2 separate regions of the Ovis aries genome follow, and region 1 is linked to region 2. A link is a contact called in public Hi-C data. All regions are on one chromosome and are shown on one strand. Each heading gives the region's core, a stretch centred on a gene start, on an enhancer-like site or on the middle of the called end of the contact. The rest is flanking DNA. Distances are from core to core; before and after follow the strand shown.

Region 1 (6,903 bases), core at 1,594-4,093, 51 kb before region 2:
AAGGAATGTGGTTTGTGAAGGGTATTAACTATGGGTAAACATTTACATTTCTTTTAATTTTTTTCTTACATTGCATATAATGTAGAGTTGATGCTTGGCCACTATTTCTGCTGTTATCTTTATTTTTTGTTTAACAGAGAAAATCTCAAGTGATAGCTTCTAAGGTAATTCCCTGCTTTCTTCCAGTGACTCAGTCTGGACCAAGACTAACCTTTCACCCTGTGCAACCTAAATTGCAGGCACACTTTATTAAATGATCTTCATTGGCAGGACTGTTATTGCAAAGCTACACCATGAAGTAGCCATGCTGCACACTTTCCCCTCCTTTGTGCCGAAGGAGGATTGTGTGTAATTTTCAGCATTAACTCCACTCCACTTACTCCCCTTGTGAAACAGTATATTGTGGTTTTGAAATGACACAATCCCCGCCAATTCTGAGTTTTCTCCATAGGGGACATCTCCTCAACCCCAAGAATCACTGCTGGAAATGAATGACAATCTCATCCTTAAGGATTCTTGCAAGTTAAAAAGTGGGGCCTGGAAAAAAAAAAAAAAAGTGATGCCTGGGGAGAGAACTTGTATGGTGAGACTCTCATGGCAGAAACTAGATGAAACAAGGAAAAAAAAAACTTTAAAAAATCTTGTTTTATCGCATAGTTGATTTACAATGTTAAGTTCTGCTGTAGAGCAAAGAGATTCAGTTATACATACACACATATATGTTACATATGTATATATATATTCTTTTTCATTATGGTTTATCACAGGATATTTAATATAGTTCATGTGCTATACTTAGGACCTTGTTGTGTATCCATCCTATATATATTAGTTTGCATCTGTTAATCCCAATCTCCCACTCCTTCCCTCATCCACCCTCCTCCCCCTTCGTAACCACTAGTCTGTTCTCTATGCCTGTGAGGTTGTCTCTGTTTCACAGGTATGTTCATTTGTGTCTTATTTTAGGTTCCACATATAAATGATATTATACGGTATTTGTCTTTCTCTTTCTGACTTACTTCACTTAGTATGATAATCCCTAGGTCCATTCATGTTGCTGCAAATGGCATATTTCATTCTGGGAAAAAAACCAAAAACCAAAAAACTCTTTATTCTCACCTTCTAGGACTGTTGGCTGTTTTAGTCCCCAGGGAACATATTCTCTTATTTATAACATGACATTTATGTAAGGATTCTGGTAACAGGTTAGTCCTCCCATAACAGGCAGTGCGTATGTATGTTGTATAATTATTACTGGACTGAACAGCCATGCATAAAGTAGATGAGTGTGTGAGTGTGTGTGTGTGTGTGTGCGTGTGTGCGTGCATGTTTGCACAAGACTATTAAAGAGTGGGGAGAGAGGAGCATGAACCTCTCCTTTTTCTTATTCTCCAGTTCCATGTGTTGAGGGAATAGCATTTGGTTTATAAAATGAAGCTGATCTGCATAAAACAAACAAACCCCAAACTTTATTTTCAGTTACCTGTCAATTCATATTGAGTTGTAAGAAATAATACAGAGAGGTTCCTTATAGACCTTTTCCCCAATTCTCCCCAAAGATAACATTTTGCATAATTGTAATATAATGTCACAACCTGCAAAATGACATCCAAACAATCCTAGGGCTTTATTCAAATGCCACCAGTTTTATGCTCACTTCTTCCTGTGAGTGAATATTTAGTTCTGTGCAATTTTGTCACAAATGTGATCTGGTTCTGAAGCCTAGCTGTGCCAACTAGCTGTGTGGTCCTGAGCAAGCTCCTTAACTTCTCTGAGGCCTGGTTCCCTCATTTGCAAATGGATGGAATAAGATTTGGCTCCTAAAGGTGCTGTGAGGATTCGATAAAATCATTCCTGTCAAGTTTCCAGCAGACTGGATTCTCAGAAAATGCTAGTTTCTTCCTGTCTACCCCTTGTTCCTTCAGTAGCAAGGGAACATTCTCTAGTTTCCAGCTGAAATAACTAAGCTGGTGGGTTATGCTAAATCAGGCGGCTCCTTCTTCAAGAGCAACGCATTGAACTCTGCAGCCCTGAGAGAAAAGCGGTGTCACCTCCGGCCCACGGCCCAGAGTCGGGTCTGCCTCCAGATCAGAAGTGTAGAGACGCGGGAAGTGAGAAGCTGAGACTCTGGGGGACCCGGTGGAGTAAGGGGAGGAGGGAGGAGGGGGTAAATACCGCGCAGTCACAGGCCTGAGGATTTCCGACTCCAAGGAGTTTCCCTCCGGTGTGGCTAGTGGCAGAGGGCTGGATGTAGCCACAGAAGGACATGGTGGGCAGGTGCGGAAGCCAGTCTGGACTGGTAGAAGGGTCGCACTCACTGGATAGGGTTCAGGGTCAAGCCTGGAGCTCTTCAGCCTCCGGGGACCCTCTTCCAATGACCGCCAATGGGCGCTCGAGGGCCGAGAGATCCAAGGCCGCCTGGGGCAAAAGAGGCACCTGAATCCCCATCTCACGGTCCCACGGGCTGGAGGCGGGCCCTTTCCCCGACCCGGAGACTTTGCTGGCCGGGCGTGCTCGGCACGGAGGGGTGTGTGCACGAGTTTCCGGAAGGAAGGAAGGGGCAGAGGGTCGACTTCAGGTCGCCGACCTCCCCCACACCCTCCCCCTCCCCGGACTTTCCGAGTTCACATCTCCGCGGCGACCGCCCCAGCGATCGGGACCGAGCTGCTCCCGGCTTCGGCCGCACGAGGAGCGGTCCCGGGGGAGGAGGGTGGGGGGCTGACTCCGAGAGGGCCCGGGCGGCGCCCAGCGCTCCGCCCCCAGGGCCCCAGCTGCGCGGGCCGCGGAGGAGGAGTCGCGCCCGGGCCGGCGTCGCCCTGGCTCCTCCTCCCCGCGCGGGCCTGGCCCTTCCTCCCCGCCGCCCGAGGCTTCGGGTGGCCGCGGCAGAGCCCGGAGCCGAGCGCGCTGGGTGCGGCCGCCCAGCTGCCGCCGCCGCCTCCGCGTCCCGAGTGCCCCGCGGCCATGGCACCCGCGGCGGCGCCGGGCGCCTGAGCTCCGGGGCGCGGTGAGCGCGCAGCCGGCTCCCGGGGACCCCGGTCCCGCGGCCTGGGGGGGCTTGGAGGCCTCGTGCTGCCCCCGCGCCGGCGGCGGGGCCCTGCGCGCCCGGGCAGCCCCGGCATCGGGACGGGCTGGGGATCCTCCCCCAGGGCTGCGGCCGGGGGGTGGCTGTCGGCCGCGAGGGAGCGCGTGGCCAGGCGGCCGGCTCGGACCCGGGCGTCAGCGGAGAACCGGGCGGGAGGGGGCGGCGTGGGAGGCTGAGGAGGGGCCGGAGCGCGGGCGGCGGGGGCGGGTCGGCGGGCGGGGAGGACGCGCGCCGCAGTCCCCCGGAGCCGCGCTTTTGTGAGTGCCGGCCCCTTACATATGGAAATGACGCTCGCGCTGGTCCCCATTCGCGTCCTTTTGAAGGACGCCCGCCCGGAACCCCGGCGCCGGCTGCGAAGTATTGTCCGGCTTCTGGAGCCCTAACAAAGCGTCCCTCCCCGCTTTGCAGAGCACTGGAGGCAGCGGCCGGCTGTGCGAGCGCAACGGAGAGGCCGACAGAAGGTAAGCGAGGACGGCGGGGGCCGAGGGAGCTGCTGCTTCGAGACACAATGGGGTGCCCGAGGTGTCCGGGGGTAGCGATAGGCAGGCGGGTCGGGGGCGCATCTGCATCACGAGTTGCGGGGCACCTGGGCGGCGCACCCGCGCTCCGCCCTCGCCTCGCCCTGCGCCGGCACCGCAGCTCAGCCGGGGCTGGGCACCTCCGCACCCCGCAGGGTCCCCGCCCGCACCGCCGACTGAAAGCGGCTACTGTGTGCAGGTCCAGGACCGGACTTGAATCCTGGAGGGAGCAGAAAGGGTGGTGGTTCTGTTGCCTTGTGCCACCCAGACAGCACTGTGACTGAGAAATTGAAGGGAAACCTGCCTGGGGGACCCCGAGGTGTTAGTCTGGACTGAGTCGCGGAGAGCTGTTTAGTAAAGTGGGAATTTTAGAAGGTGTGGGTGATCAGTGCATAGAGAAAGACTTCCCCGTGCGACTGCTAAGAAAACGGGGAGAACAAAATGACGCTCGGTTTATTGCCTGAACCCCTTGACCGCCAGACCCACGGAATGAAGTGTGGAGCGTAGCCGGAGAAGCTTCCAGGGTTCCAGGGTTCTGCAGCTACCAAACCGGTCCCTGACAAAAGGACAAGCCTGGTGGAGACAGTTTACTGCTGAAAGCTCTTTCTGTGAAGTTGAAAGAGACAGAGATAGGAAGGGGCGATTTCCCAGCCTCAACCCTGACAAACCAAAGCTTAAGTGTAAATGAATTGGGAGCTGGAAAGATTGTGCTACTGTGTACCTTGTTTCAAGACAGCTTAGCTATTATGTGATCTTTACTTGACTGGGGCAGATCCCTTCCTGGTGTTGAGGGACTCCAGACATAAGCTTGTCATAGAAATTAACTCCTGGATTTGTGAAATCAAAATGAATCACCGTCACTGTCTGTTGTGACTGAGGTGATAGCTTTTTTAGGATTAGAATCCCAATAAAGTCCACAGAGGCACTCAGGCTAAGCTTCTGAAACCAGGGAGGGTTCTCAATCCAGACCCCTAAAATATATTAACATAAGTTTATATGTTTACTTGTTTCCTGAGGCTTGACAGTCTGCAAGGACGTGTTTGTTTGTTTCAGTGTCAGTTTAATTTTGAGTCTTCTTTGGTGGCTAGCGTGTTGGTAATTGACCTGAAATACTGGCAGGTTTTGCTCTGGAGTTGAAGAGGGCTGTGAAAATTCCCAGACTGTTTGTAACAGTGACATGACAGGCTGGCTGACAAAACCGTTTATTGTGGCCTCCTCAGCTGTTGTCAGTGTCCTCAGAGAGGTGAAGTGAACTGCTGGGGAGTTTCTTGGCAGATTTGTTTATTTTCAGCTGGTTTCTAGTGATTCCTTAGAGGAAAGCATTCTGAATTGCAGTGTAGATAAAGGGTAGGAGTTTACAGATGTTCCAGATAGGTTGGACATCAGCAAAGGTATTGCCAAGGCAGGAAGAGGCTTTATAGGGGGCCATTACAGGCATGGTCTTTGCAGTCAAATGTCAGAATCAGTCATTTTTATAGGCCCTTGCTCAGAATGCCATGGGTGTCTTTTTTCTTGTTCTTCTTTCATTTTAGATATGTGATGAGCCTTAATATCAAAAGATGTTAACTGTCACAGAGGCGGAGAATAGGGCTCCAATGAATTTTGAACAGCCAGTCTTAATAGGCAACATTTTTATTATAAGTCAAATGTTGTTCAAATAAATTGTTTTAAATGTCACTGCAAATGACTTTCTAAACTAACATTTCACCAATCTTGATGCTTCTGTTTTACGTTGATAATGAAAATACATTTTATCAGTCTTATATTGATAGAGGGTTGGCATATTTAGAGCATTTTAGAATGATTCAAACAGCCTGAAGCCTTTTCAGGAGGTTTATTTTTACAGATGTCAATTCATTTGTAAGCCAATAAATTATGTCGTTTGAATTCTGGCTATTGAACTTACATCTGTTGGGCAGGGGCTTGTGGAGAGATTTACTGAAGCTTGCAAGAAGATATTTTTGTCCTATTCACAAATAAAATAAATTTGAAAGATGGGAATATGCTAGTGAGCAACTTTATTTGAAATCAGGACACTTTTTTATCGCAGTGCATATCAGCAATTAACCATTTGTTCAAGCTTTTAGATGGAAAAATTATAAACTATTTATGATGTAATGCTCACTTAAAAAACAAAGCTAGGAAAATATTGTTTATAGATATGAGAAGACAAGAACAAACTGAGGCTATACTCCAGGGAGCCATAGTCAGAGCTGCAGACATTCTAAATTAAGTAAAAGTGGCTCAAGGAGTGAAAGTTGTTACAAGCTATCTCTTTTAGGAGAGTAACAAACATGAACCTCTGTTTTCTACTTCTGAAATTACAGGTTATTGAAGCTACCCTGTGCCAGGCTAATGATTTTATTCTTCCAGCCATCCTGAGTTAAGACTTGATGGGGTAATCTACCTAGCTGTTAGGTTTAACAAAAGCTTGGGTTTGTTGCGTCATTTCAGGAAAGTAAAATACTAAAGCCTGTTATGTTTTAGAATAAATGCTAGTGGGATATCCTTAGTTAAAATTTTTAAAATTGTAGTTAGCAAAGTTTGTTATTTTCTTTCAAATTTAATGTGATTTTTTCCATTGTGTGGTGACATTTAAGTTTTTGTGTTATATTTTTACATTCCGATTTTATTCTTGCTGATACTCTTATGCTTTTAGTATCCAGCTAGAAGTGAGGTGCTATCGGAGCTGAGAGGAGACTCTCTGACAGTAATAGGTTTGATGAGCAGCAGTTTTTGGCAGAAATATTCTACATCAACACATAAATGGGGGATGGGGGCACATTGCTTTTCTGTTAAGCTTCTGCTAAACTTAAATTTATTCTTGTCACTGTGTCATTTTATGCTGAAATTGGTCCAAAATGGAAATCTTTGCAACAAATTAAAGTGTTTGCAGAAAAGAGTGAAGAAAAAGAAACATTCTAGTTTGACCATTGGTATCATGAGGCTCTGAAGTGGCAAACAGTAAAAGCAAAAGGCATGAATTGAAAGCTTAGCCAAAGCAGAGCTGGTCTATGTTCATCACTTTAGTTATAAAATAACTAAATTAGTCACTTAGTGGTCACTGCCTGGGCTATGGACCCCCAACAGCTATGTCTGAACACAGATCCAAAAGCATCTATTATGATACTCAGGGAAAGCTGCTGAGCCAAGAGGGCCATCCAGACATTCCTTGTAGCTGTTCAGCTGCTGAACCATCTGGAGGCGAAATAAAAGGCCTGGGCTAGGGACTCTGGCATTGTGCTCATTTATTATTTGGTTTTCTCTTGCCAGACTTTGTCCCCTTTTCACTCCTTTTGGCCA
Region 2 (6,450 bases), core at 3,475-5,974:
AAACTGCAATTTAATAACAAACATTCAGCTACTATGTGATGTGCTTATCTCCCCTTAAAGGAACAGACCTATGGGGGAGACTTGGAAGCATAGCAAAACATCTGGGTGGTAAACTCAATCTCCAGTTGAAGTGGTCTTGGGATGAAAATATAGCCCTTAGGATAAGTTTGCTTCCTCTTGTAACAGGGCTGGTCTTAGCTGGATCTGTGCTTCTTACACAGGGCTGTAGAGAAACCCTTGGAAAATAGTTATCCCTGGAGATGTTAAAATAAGTTATTCCTTACCTTGTCACTACTCACCCTAAGAGTTTGCATGAAATCACTTACATTGCTGTACCTGATGCCATTGGTTAGGCTGTCTGAAGGGTGCTTCTTTGGATGACTCTAGTCATAGCCCCCAAGGCAGGTCTCAGATGAGTGTCCCTGATCTTCCTACACTCTGCTAAATTTAGGAGGCATTGGCACCAGCAGCTTTTACCCTCCTGGAAGCACCTGGGCTTCCCACTGAGCCTGTTCTCTTGATCACAAGTCATTGTGCAGGAGGACCTTGCTGACTAGCAGAGTGGTACATACCCAGGGGGCAGAAGTTTCCCTTTCCCCTGCCCCCAGCTCACAGGGAATTCATTCAGTGAGAATCCGAGGGCAGGTAGGCAAAAGAAGTAGTGAAGTTGTACCTATTTATATGGTATAAACAACATTTATAACAGTAAAGGAAATGAAATTGTTTCCCACATCGCCTCAACTAAATATATATTTATTGTCTCTGTTTCCTTCCAGTCTTTGTCTAATTGTATGAATTTTTTTTTTTCCAGTGGCCTCGTGTTGATGGCATTTTTGTTGTGGTCTTTCATTTAACATTTCATCAGATGTATTTCATGCTCCAACATGGTTTATATAATGACTATATTATGATGTGTTATTATACTTTATGCCCCACTGTTTTTAAATTGTTTTCAATACTTTTACCATCAGAAATCATATGGGATCAGAATGCATGAACATTTTCATGGCTTTTGATACATAAAGTCATTTCCTTTACTAAAAAGTAATATCCATTTGTATTGTTTCCAATAACATTAATAGGTCTGTTTTATTTTCTTTCCCAAACAGGCCTATTTTAAATCATAACCCGTTGGTAATAGGAATCATATCTTAAATACTTGGCTAATTTAGTGGCAACAAAATGATTGCTTGGTTTTAATTTATGTATCTCTGAATGCTACTGAAATGAACCTTTCCCCATATTTAATTGGGTTGCCTCTTATGTGAATTGTCTGTATTCCTTGCATATCTGCTGGAGACTTGGCATTTTTCTTACAAATTTTTATAAATAACCAGTACCTCCCAAGGGAAATCAAATTAATTCTTTAAGTTTAAACATGGTAATGAAAAGAAACGGCAAATATAAATTAAACATGTACTACATAAACACATGTAGTGAGAAGAAAAATAATATCAAATTTTGTTTACTTATTTAGTGCCAGGCACAGTTCTAGGCATTTTTACCCAGCTCTGTGAAATATGTACTACTTTATTCCCATTTTATAGATGGAGAAACTGAGGCAAAAGAGATTAAGAAATGTGTTCAAGCTCAAACCCAGTAGGTAAGCCTGGGTTCAGAGCCAGGTGACAGTCTGATTCCCACCCTCAATAGTCAGATGTGAGAATCGGGGAGGAGGGGTGGCAGGGAAGCGGGAATCAGATGAGGCACCCAGTTGCATAGATTCATGAGATTTTGGAAATAGTACACTGAAGCCTCTTGCTCCTCTGAACTAATTAATTGTTCACTATTTTTAATGAGTTGAGAAGTGAGAAAATGGAAGAAATACATTTTTCTATAGCAAGACACACACCGTGTTGTGTTAGGAATTGTTGCAGAGCATTTTTTGAAGGGGTGTGTTTGCATTTTTCCAACTATTGTCCCGGCAGCGGCTTGTCCAGTGGTACCTATTCTGCCATGTCTCATTTCATTTCTGCTGTTAAAAAATCATCCCCTGCATGTGATTCGATAGGTTTTATTTTGACTGATGGTTCTTAGATCACAGCAACCTACTGTATTTTTTTCAGGTGGACTGAATGGATTTCATTTTAGGGTGTTTCCAACTTACATGCTGAATGATGAATTTTCACCATTTTGGGTGCTGCAATAATATGAGCATTTGCTCTGTTGGTTGAGGAAATAAATGTGGAGGGATAGACAGGCAGGATGCTTTTATTAGGAGGCATAAAAATGTATACTTTACAAATAAAAACAATTGAATTCTGCCTAGAAACAACAGTGTAAGAAAAATCTATGGAGGTCTATTTCCTCCATTGCTCCCTCCCCAATCCCCAACACATCACCCATTCGTCAGATTTGTGGTGTGGAAATGTGGGCCAATAAAATTGTAATCACAATCAAGTAAAAATCACATTGTGCCACAGTCCCTATACTTATCATCCGTTTTAGTGACTTTGAGTTGTAATCTGTGAGTTGTAGTGAGCTTTTATATTTTGAGTTATAGCCTTTGAATGTCTCTCTATGGCAAGGATAACTTATCTCAGCACTGTCAGTTTGGGGTTTCAGGTTAGTGTGGCGAATCTTGGTGAGCTCTTTGAATCGGTGCTCTATGCAGTATCTTTCTGAGTGAAATATGGAGCTGTGAAATCCTGGTAGATGGTTATCCTTCAATTAAGAAGAGAGGAACAAAATAGATGTGCCTAGGTTAGCTGTAGGAACTTCAACTCGTATCAACTTGAACAAGTTACTAAAAGAAATCAACGTTTAACTGAAGAATTTTAGATTGTGCACTGTCTGCCATGAGGGATCCAAGCTCTGGAGATGAGAGTTAATTAGGTTTGTTTCCCTGTTGAGTTCATTTCAAGAATCTAAGAAAAAAGTTCCCCTTGCACAGTTCGGCCACCAAGGAGAGTGGACTGGTTATTTATGTGTTGTCAAAGGCTGTTCAGTCACTAAGTCGTGTCTGACTCTTTGCGACCTCAGGGACTGCAGCACGCCAGGTTCCTCTGTCCTCCACTATGGAGTTTGCGCAAATTCATGTCCATTGAGTTGGTGATGCTGTCTAATCATCTCATTCTCTGCTGCACCCTTCTCCTTTTGCCTTCAGTCTTTCCTAGCATCAGAGTCTTTTCCAATGAGTCTTCTCTTTGCATCAGTTATCAAAGGTAGCTTCTTCATTCATAAAGCTGGATCTTTGCTGAGACAGCAGGAGGTTTTAAAAGGGGGATACACTTTTCTTAACAGGGTTACCTGACTGCGGTGGTTGTAGAACCTCCTAACAAGAGTAATTAGGAACCTTGCTGATGAGGTCAAAGATCACTGTGTACCTACTCACGGCCACTGGTTGGAAGCAGATTTGTGCCATGCTTGGCTCATGGAGCGAGGGCTGAATTTTGATTCTGACGGGTGCCCTGGGCTGGGTGCTTTTGTGCAATATACAAACTACACCTGTATGCTGTGACTTGGAAAAGACTCAGTAGAACATAGCATGATAAGGGGCAAAATGATCCAGTGCAGATCAGTTTCACTGTTTTTAATGTAGTAATTCACTGATAATGTACATTTTAACTTGAGCTTTCTAGCCTACTTGTTTGGGGCTGCACCTCTGTCTCCTCATTGTGCCACAAACACACCTGTCTCATTCTTGTCTCATGGGTCAGCAAACAGTCTGCTCCTATCTTTCCACTTGGCTATCTCCAGCTTACCCCTCAAGTCTCAGTCAGAGCTTGCTTCTTTCAGGAAGTCTACCCTGAACTTCCGAGGCTGATGGATACCCTAATTAGGTACCCATTCTTGAACTCCTCCATAACAGCACTTAATACACTACAGTATTGTTTCTGTTTTCTTGTCTGCCCGACTTTGTCAGCATATAAACCTCATGAGAGAAGAACTGTGCTTGTCCTGTTCATGGTTGTTTTCCAACGATGTAGCATGATACCTCACACTTACTAAACATTTACTGAAGAACAAACTCATAAACGCATGTGTATAAACTCTTCTCAGGTGGTGGATTCTGAATATTGGCTTTGGCCTGATTTTATTGGCTGTGCTAGGTTTTGCTATTGAATAAGTGACATCAGCTCACAGGGCAAATCCTTGGTGAGATGCTGCAGAAGGCTGCGTGGTATTTCTTACTCACCTGCTCTCTGCTGGCTCGCTGATTGAGGAGAGCCTGCCTGGATAAATGCTAGCGGGTCCTGAATCATGTGACTTACTCAGATGATGACATCAGAGCCAGAGAGTGATCTGGTCTTGGAAGAGCAGGCTTGGTTCTGAAGCACACTAACCTCCTCCTCTTGCCTCCCCTAGCACTGGAAGGCGCAGCGCAGTGAGGAGTATGAAGCAGAAGGTAGGAACTGAGGGTGTGCCGGGCCGGCCTGGGAGGGAAGGGCTGCATTCACAGGGCGTTCTCCACAACCCCTTCCCATCTTCCTATAGCCCTACCTGCTGGAGGCCAGCTAAGAAGCAACCTGAAGTACAGCAGCCACAAAAAAATTCACTCCCAATTGATACCTCATAGTTTTAAGTCATTGGACTTAACATCATGCAAGATATGGCAACTGAGATGTGGAATTTCACTTATGAGTTAATTACTGTCTTACATAGACTTTCACAGTAATCTATAAACCATCCTAAATGATTTACTGATTAAATGCATCCCTCGACAGGTTTCATGGTGATCTCCTCACCAGCAGATGGCACTGTGGTTCAGCTGACAGATCTCTACCCACTTCACAGCCTACCGTGGATTAGCTGTACTTCGGTGTAATTACAAATTCTCTAGGTCTCCAACCTGTAAAGACACAGCAGTAATGGGCTTAATGTCCTTAATAAATATTAAGGGTAGCACTAAATACTCTTCTCAACCTCCAAGTTTCTTGGAGACACACAGTATCATGCCAATAATTAGCTCATGTTTAAGTAATGACAGAATCTCTAATGTGAAAGTAGAAATCTTAACTAGAAGTGGGAACTTTTCATAGAGAAAAAGTATTTATTTTTAAATAAGTAGGCTGATCCTTGTATCCTCAAATAGAACTTATCCTTAATATGTGCTTAGTCACTCAATTGTGTCTGACTCTTTGCGACCCCATGGAAGCCCACCAGGCTCCTCTGTTCATGAAATTCTCCAGGTTAGAATACTGGAGTGGGCAGCCATTCTCTTCTCCAGGAGATCTTCTTGAGCCAAGGATCAAACCCAGGTCTCGTGCATTGCAGGCAGATTTGTTACCCACTGAGCCACCAGGGAATCCACTCTCCTTAATGCACAGATAATGACTTGCAACCATTGATTTTTTTAAGTTAGGTTGCTTAGAATAGTCATGTGTAAAGATTTAGAAACAGGCTACTCTTGAGACTGTTATCATTACTTAATGATATTTACCATGAAATTATTTCCTTTTCAGTAAAACAGTGCTTAGACTAGAAAGAGAGTAGAGATAATAAAGTCCGGTAGCTATAGTTGAGGTAGGATGTATAAAGCTCTTTAGAATGGCTCTCAACCAGCCTTCTCTTTCAGTCACACCAAAGCCTAAGCCTGTGCACATTTTTCTTTGAAATAGAACAAACCTAGAACCTTGACATGACTGCACCGGAATATTTCTTATAGGGGTATAACTGCCAGTGAACAAAAGAGTGCCTGTTGGCCTTCATTGCAGCCTAAGAACCAATGGTTCTACTTCATTTGAACTTCTGGATCAAATCAACACTTGGTGATCTCTTTTTTAGAGCATTTATTTTCAAAAAGCACATTTTTCTTTGAGTATAGGTGCTCTCTCTGTGCAGTTCTTTTAGGGACAATATAATATATGCTTTTATTTTAGGCCAGTTAAGATTTTGGAACCCAGATGACTTGAAAGCCTCACAGAGTGGGTCTTTGGCTCCCCAAGACTGGATAGAAGAGAAACTGCAGGAGGTTTGTGAAGATTTGGGGATCACTCGTGATGGTCACCTAAACCGAAAGAAGCTGGTCTCCATCTGCGAGCAGTATGGTTTGCAGAATGTCGATGGAGAGGTGAGCGTTGCGTTGTATTTTTATTCAGGGATAGTAATCGTGATACAAGCTAACCTGGCCACAAGCTGGAGACAGCCATGTTTTGGTTTCCTGCCGAAAGTTACAGAGACTCCATTCTCTTTTTTCCCTGGCAAGTCAGCCATCAAGTTTCTGTCTCTGAAGACCTCATGTTTGTCATGGGAAAAAAAGAACCGACGATAGCTGATAATTACTGAACCCAAACTGTGTGTGCCTCACTGTGCTAAGCATGTTACCCCACATCATTATCAGACCCCAGCTCAGGGTAGCCATGATGTCAGTCTGTTTGTAGGTGTGGCATTCACAGAGTCAGAGGTGAGAAAGGTGTGGAGGCAGGACAAGGCAGAGAGTTCAGGAGGGTTGAGTTGCGGGAATACTTTGAAGGCCAGGCTGATGAGTTTAGTCTTTGGAGAGAGAAT

What was found. Hi-C and Micro-C count contacts between places; a contact is called where the count stands out from the background.
Region 1: a contact with region 2 is called in a Hi-C map of blood, with 2.4 times the contacts expected there. The contact joins the promoter of NIN here to the enhancer-like site in region 2. A contact is called at or near these places in 2 of 16 Hi-C or Micro-C datasets (both in blood).

What each region holds. Positions count from the first base shown.
Region 1 is chr7:41,928,379-41,935,281 of ARS-UI_Ramb_v3.0, reverse strand. It overlaps NIN (ninein), which reads left to right and starts at 2,843. Exons shown (of 32, transcript XM_042252313.2): 1 at 2,843-3,004; 2 at 3,491-3,543.
Region 2 is chr7:41,880,180-41,886,629 of ARS-UI_Ramb_v3.0, reverse strand. It overlaps NIN (ninein), which reads left to right. Exons shown (of 32, transcript XM_042252313.2): 7 at 4,309-4,348; 8 at 5,823-6,013. Among named protein-coding and RNA genes, the nearest start is that of NIN, 49 kb to the left of the region's middle. Within about 2 kb of position 4,724, at least 8 of the 54 cell types and tissues checked have an H3K27ac peak or open chromatin away from gene starts, as enhancers often do.